Linked DNA regions of Pan troglodytes: region 2 is linked to region 1. A link is a contact called in public HiChIP or PLAC-seq data. All regions are on one chromosome and are shown on one strand. The core of a region is the stretch at or near the end of the contact, and the rest is flanking DNA. Distances in the headings are between cores, read along the strand shown. Region 1 holds the start of ANKRD31 (ankyrin repeat domain 31). Region 2 holds the start of GCNT4 (glucosaminyl (N-acetyl) transferase 4).

Region 1 (3,019 bases), core at 272-2,771:
CAGTTTGTTTTCGGTTTTTTGGTTCTTTTTTGTCTTTCAGCTTTGAACCATCCAGTGGGCACAGACAGTAAACCTATTTTTATCCAGAAGACCAAGGAAAATGACCCCTGCATGCCAGAAGGTATAGGACAAAGCCCAGGGCTTTATGTTGCTTTCTCTCTTACCTCCCAGCCCTGCCCCAAGGCTGGCCCTAGCCTCAGAGCAGACACCAACCATGGCAACTGGGGAACATAAAACTCAAGAGAAAGTGTCTACCAGAGGAACTGGGAAAAGGGATCGGTATTGCCTGAAAAGTGTGGACAGAATCCCCCTTTTCTCTCTCTTTTCTTAATTCTGTGCTAAAGGCTGTCCCCCTTGTAAGGAACTGCTGTATAGTGAAAAGGCTAACACTCAAAGAAACCTGTCTTTCTGATCATATGAACTGGCAAGTGGGTATGATGAGGAAAGGGGGCAGGAGAATCCTGGAGAAGAGAGAGAGGGAAAGGAGAATGACCCAATTCTGTGTACGATCCAACTTAAGTCCCAGACACAGCCCTGAGCACATATGAAGCAGACCTAGTGGCCTCATCCCTGCCCTCTTTTCCCTGTGTCTAGCACAGAGAATATGTTAGAGAAAGGTTTCGATAACCTGAAATACCGACTTTTTTGGATTCGTATAAAACTATTCGTTTCCAGTTTGGCAGGGACCAGTTTCCCCATCACACATTCTTTTCTTGAGAGAAACTGTTACCCATTTTCCTAGAACTGAGCTACGAGTCTCTTGAAGCAAAATGAAGTCTCTTGAAACAAAATGCAGTTAAGTTCAGACCCAAGATCTTTTTTGCTCGTGCAAAAAGACTGAAAGCCCCCAAAAGGAAAGCCTTTTGAAAAATGCTATAAAGCCACCTAGTACAAACCTCATTTTATCCCTAGCTGGTTGGGGGTAGGCGGGAACAGACTGTGTTTGCTTATTTACAAGCTCTCAGCTCAGGCACGGCTGCCCCACAAGGCTCTGATCCTGCCCACAAGCACATGTTCTGGTCACGATCTCCACTCAAAACTCTGACCCCCTCAGAGGGCACCTGGGCCGCCCTGGCGCGAGGGTTCAGGCACTGTGGCCCTAATGATGGTCACCTTCTCCAGGGCAGCTCCTTTTCTTCCAGGTCGCTCTCCGTCACTGAACCCTCTATCACAGTTTCATCACTGTCCCAGTCTGGGGCCTGGACGCCTTCCTCCATCTTTGCCTCACATTCAAAGTCTTTTTTACCCTCCTCTAACTCCCTCTTGCCCGCAAACAAAAAAACGCTTTGAGGGCCAGGGGAAATTGTGAATTAAAAATAAAAATAATATAATCGCAGCAGGAGCCGGGACTTGTCGCAGGGCTGCTGAGGAGGACGCTGGCGGCCGCGAGCGCGGCGGGGTAGTAATCTGCGAGGCGGCCCGCGGGTCCCGCCGCTCGTCGCAGGCAGGGGGCAGCCGCTCGCCACACGACGGAGCCCTGCGCAGCGCTCGGCCCCGCCCCCAGCTCCCGTGGCCGGAAGTGGGAGGCCGCGCGCGCAGGCCTGCTCTGGGCGTGGCCTGCCGCTGCGTGTCTTTTTCACGGTTTCTCATTCTCGGTCGCTAGGCTTTGAAGGTGCTGGGGTTGCTGCTGCAGAGACCAGAAAGGCAGGCGTGGCGCACCCAGAACTCAGACCGAGCCTGCTTAACACCCTTGGCCGGGAGGGTGACCTGCCATGCACCTGATGCTTGTGAGCCCCAGATACGGGAAGAGCTGTCAGCTCCTGCCCGCCCCAGCAGCCCTGGCATTCTGGAGCCAGAATGCGACCTTAGACCTAAAGAGAGTTTTTGCAGCCCACCAAGTGCTTCCTTTCCCTTTAATCCCTTGACAGCCTCTCCTCAAGTGTCCTCTGAGGTAGACAAAACAGATACGTTTATCAGAAGTTTTAGCTCATCAACTAATCTCAGTGATGTATTTTGCATTTTTTTTTTCTCTCAACAACGCTTTGGTTACCTGAAATACAGATTATGCAGGAAAGGCAGGATAAATGCTTTATTTTTTCCTCTTTTATCAATTTTTATAATAATAGTAATGCCTAGCAACCTCCAAAAGTAGTCAATTGCGTTTTAATGAAGTACTAGAATTTTATATATTTGATGTGTTTCAGTCTAGTTGAACATTTTAAATTCAAACTAATTCAAAACAAAGCCAAGTGAGCTTCCACTTGCCAAGTGAGAAGAAGATTCAAGAAAAGACCAAGTTGTTTTCCCATAGCAAGTGTTTAGTATTCACCTTGGAGTCTCCAGCATCTCGCACATATAAAGTCTAAGTTTTGTCATAAATGGATGGAACTAGAGATTTCTGACTTCCCAATTCATTGCCCTTTTCACTATATGGAGTAGCTTTGCCATTATTATCATTATTATTATTTTGTGTTTTTACTATGTATATTTAAGCCACTGCTATTTAAAATACTTGATTGGTGATTATCTTCTAAACTTAACTTGAGGCTGGGGGTGGTGGCTCTACCTGTAACCTCAATGCATTGGAGGCCGAGGCAGGAGGATTGCTTGAGACCAGAAGTTCAAGACCAGCCTGGGCAACATGGTGAGACCCCTATCTCTACAAAAAATTTGTTTTTAATTAGCAGGGCATGGTAGCATGGGCCTGTAGTCCCAGCTACTCAGGTTGAGGCGGGAGGATCGCTTGAGCCCAGGAGTTTGAGGTTATAATGAGCTATGATTGAGCAAACGCACTCCAGCTTGAGCAACAGAGTCATACCATGTCTCAAAAAATAAAAAATAAATAAACTTACTTGAATAAGTAACTTGCTTAAATAAAATTCCTCGCCTCAACTCCGTAAATGAGGCAGAACAATAATAAATATGCAAAGAACTAGACCTCTTTTTTATTTTTTTTAACAGTAGTCCATTTATACCCTCCGTGTCTAAATCAGACCTAAATTCCTATCACCTTTCCTGCTCACCCACTGTTTAATTAATTCATTAGTGCATTCTTCTGTGTTGCCCAAGCTGATCTCCA
Region 2 (3,019 bases), core at 308-2,807, 190 kb before region 1:
CCGGCGCCGCGGCCCGCGCCCGTTATCCAGGACACGCTCCGCGCCCGCCGCCCGCCGCCCTTTCCCCCCGCTGGCCTCGGGGAACTTCCCCGCGTCTGGCCGCAGGCGGCGGCTGCCGCGGGGAGCCCCGAAGTTGCGGCGTCTGCTAGGCGCGCGCCGGGGTCGCCCACCCAGCCCGTGACGCTGTGTCCGCCCGCCGCGCGCTCTGGTGGCCCCGGGGCTCCTGCAGGCGCGGAGAGAGGCCGGGGTTCAGCCCGATTCCCCGCGCAGCTCCGAGAGGGCGCCCCCGCCTGCCGCCTGGAGATGGACGCGGCGCCGAAGTTTTCCCCGGCGGGAAAACGAAAGTCGTGAGGAGCAGAGGGTCGGGGCGTCCCGGCGGAGACGAGGCTGAGACCGGGTTAACATCTCCAGCCCCGGGCGACCCTCGCTCCCCCGCGTGGCCAAGTCGACTTACGAGAGGGAGCGGGCCAGCCCCGAACGCGGGGTCCGTGCGGCTGCGGAGGCCGCCCCGGCGGGGGCCGAGGGTTGCGCTCTGGGTTCCCAGGCTCTCCGCGGCGGCTCGCTCTCGCCGCGCTCCTCCGTCGCCCTGTTGGGGAGCCGCTCTCGCCCGGCCCGGGGTGGGAGAGCGCTGAGCGGCCCCCGTGACGTGCGGCGAAAGTAGGAGCGCCTCCGTGCTCCCGCAGAGGGAACTCCCTGCCCTGCGCTCCCAGTCCCCGGGCCGCGCTTCGGACAAAGTTCTCAGGCGCGCGCGGTGATCTCGGCTCTCCGCCGCTGCCCAGAGCGTCATCCACGTTCGGTTCCCTCCCACATTAGACAAGAAATCTGAGGTGAGGAGAGCTAAGTAACTTGCCCAAAGTCGCTCACAAGGCAGTGACAAAGCAAACTCACATCCGCGGCTCCTTTTTTCTCCTTGAACGCCGGGCTCTGCGGAGGCTCAGGCCCTGCAGGAATCGCCCAACCAGACAGAAGGCAGCTCGCTCTCATGGGTGAGACGAGGAGTGTCCCACGCAGCCGCGAGAAATATTATCAGCAGCGTGGGAAGGTGGAGCTTTTTGCCGAATAACTAGAGTGCAAAGTTGTTTTTCAAACAGTGCCTACATGCCAAATTGGCTTGCTTTTTATCCTCAAGCGGGAGTGAGGGTGGCGGCTGTGCGGACGCCAATCGGGATCACCAAATAAGTGCACTGGAAAGAAAGCACACAGCTACTTAACCAATTGGCCGACATCAAGGACTTGGCCTTCCGAGCGGGTTCTTGTGAATATGCTAACTTGTAAAGCGGGCGCACCACGCTGTGCTTGCTATTCACGCACTTCCAGGAGTCTCCCGCGAGGCTCCACGTCCTTTCGGGGCCGGGGGCTCCCAGGGCTTGCCTTTCAGGGCAGGGAGTGGCACCAGACAAGTCAATCCCAGTCGGTTTGTTCCTTTATCCCTTGCGTCAATCAGTGTTGACTGAGGGCCTGCAATGTGCATGGCTGTTGGGTGGAGAGCTGGGTAGGACCTAGGACCTAGGACCCAGTGAATCTCAAAGAGGGAGGGTCACATGGGTCCCCATATGCTTCACTCCCAGAATCTGGAATCTGCCCAAAGCAGTAGAGAGACTTTAAGTCTACCCCAGCCCCCACGCCTTTTTAAAAACTCCCTGTGTTCAGAGAGCAAGTGTTTTAATATTCGTTTTACAGACGTACTTTCAAGCAAATGGCCAGCTTTGCCTTCATTTTCTCCCCATGGGACCGCCTCTTTCTGGAATAATAATTTACACTTCCTGGGTCTCCCTCATTTGCACATGATGATGGCGATAGTCATGATGGTAAAAACAATTAAGGCTTCTATTATCCACCCTGGGCACTGTTCTAAGCAATTTATGCGGATTAACTCTTTCAATCCTCACAACTTTATGAGGGAGGTGCTATTTTAATTCTGGTTTTACAGATGCTGAGAGGGAGGCAGGTGAGGTGAAATAACTTGCCAGTAAGTGGGTGGTCCGAATGGTGTCCATGCTCTTAACCACGGAGGTCTCCAAGACTGGAATTTAAAGGGACCACTAGCCATCATTAACCACAGCTTACACATCTCAAACAAGCCATGCTAGGAAATACATGCACTTCCTCCTAAAGAGGTCAATTTTATTATTTTGCGTATATCATGTCATAAAGTGGATATCCATTCACTCACTTGCTCCTCTATTTCCAACTTCCAAATCAACTATTTTGTCCTAAAGCAAACTATTTCTTAAAAACCTATTCATCATAAAGTTTCCAATTTTTGTTTTGGATTGTTTTATTCTCAGACCATACCCAGCTGTTTCCCTCTCCTTTCTACTCACTGCCTTAAGTTACGCTCTTTTTTTTTTTTTTTTTTTTTTGTGAGACGGAGTCTTGCTCTGTCTCCCAGGCTGGAGTAAGGTGGTGCACTCTCGGCTCACTGCAACCTCCGCTCCTGGGTTCAAGCGATTCTCCTGCCTGAACCTCCTGAGTAGCTGGGACTACAGGCGCACACCAGCACGCCCAGCTCATTTTTGTACTTTTGGTGGAGACGGGTTTCACCATATTGGCCAGCCTGGTCTCAAACTCCTGACCTGGTGATCTGCCTGCCTCGCTTCCCAAAGAGCTGGGATTACAGATGTGAGCCACTGCGCTTGGCCGGGTTACTCTCTTTCATCCCTTAAAAACTTGTTGTAACCGGCCCTGCAGGTCTTCTGACAGTGGGTTGCCCAAAGATGGTAGTGGCCCCAGAATGGTCTCTGCCACATTGTAAGCTTGCTCATTGTGCTCAGCATTCCTGTGTTATTCTCCCTAGGACTGCCTAACAAATACCACTGACTGCACAACTTAAAACAACAGAAATGTATTTCCTCATAGCTCTGGAGGCTGGAAGCCTGAAATCAATGTGTTAGCAAGGCTGGGATCCCGCTGTGCCCCCTCCTAGCTTCTGGTGATTGCTGATAATTCCTGGCATTCCTTGGCTTGCAGCTGTATCACTCCAGTCTCTGGCCTTTTCCTGTGTGTCCTCTGCAAACAC

What was found. HiChIP or PLAC-seq counts read pairs in DNA pulled down with a chosen protein or histone mark.
Region 2: an H3K4me3 HiChIP or PLAC-seq map of stem cell-derived excitatory neurons shows a contact between it and region 1, with 5 times the contacts expected there. The contact joins the promoter of GCNT4 here to the promoter of ANKRD31 in region 1. A contact is called at or near these places in 1 of 7 Hi-C or Micro-C datasets (stem cell-derived neural progenitor cells) and 1 of 1 datasets of contacts at active chromatin or transcription factors (stem cell-derived excitatory neurons).

The regions. Positions count from the first base shown.
Region 1 is chr4:40,804,958-40,807,976 of NHGRI_mPanTro3-v2.0_pri, reverse strand. ANKRD31 (ankyrin repeat domain 31) reads right to left here and starts at 1,521. Exons shown (of 25, transcript XM_063810362.1): 1 at 1,114-1,521. The coding sequence starts at 1,217.
Region 2 is chr4:40,991,698-40,994,716 of NHGRI_mPanTro3-v2.0_pri, reverse strand. It overlaps GCNT4 (glucosaminyl (N-acetyl) transferase 4), which reads right to left and starts at 1,557. Exons shown (of 2, transcript XM_009449015.5): 1 at 889-1,557.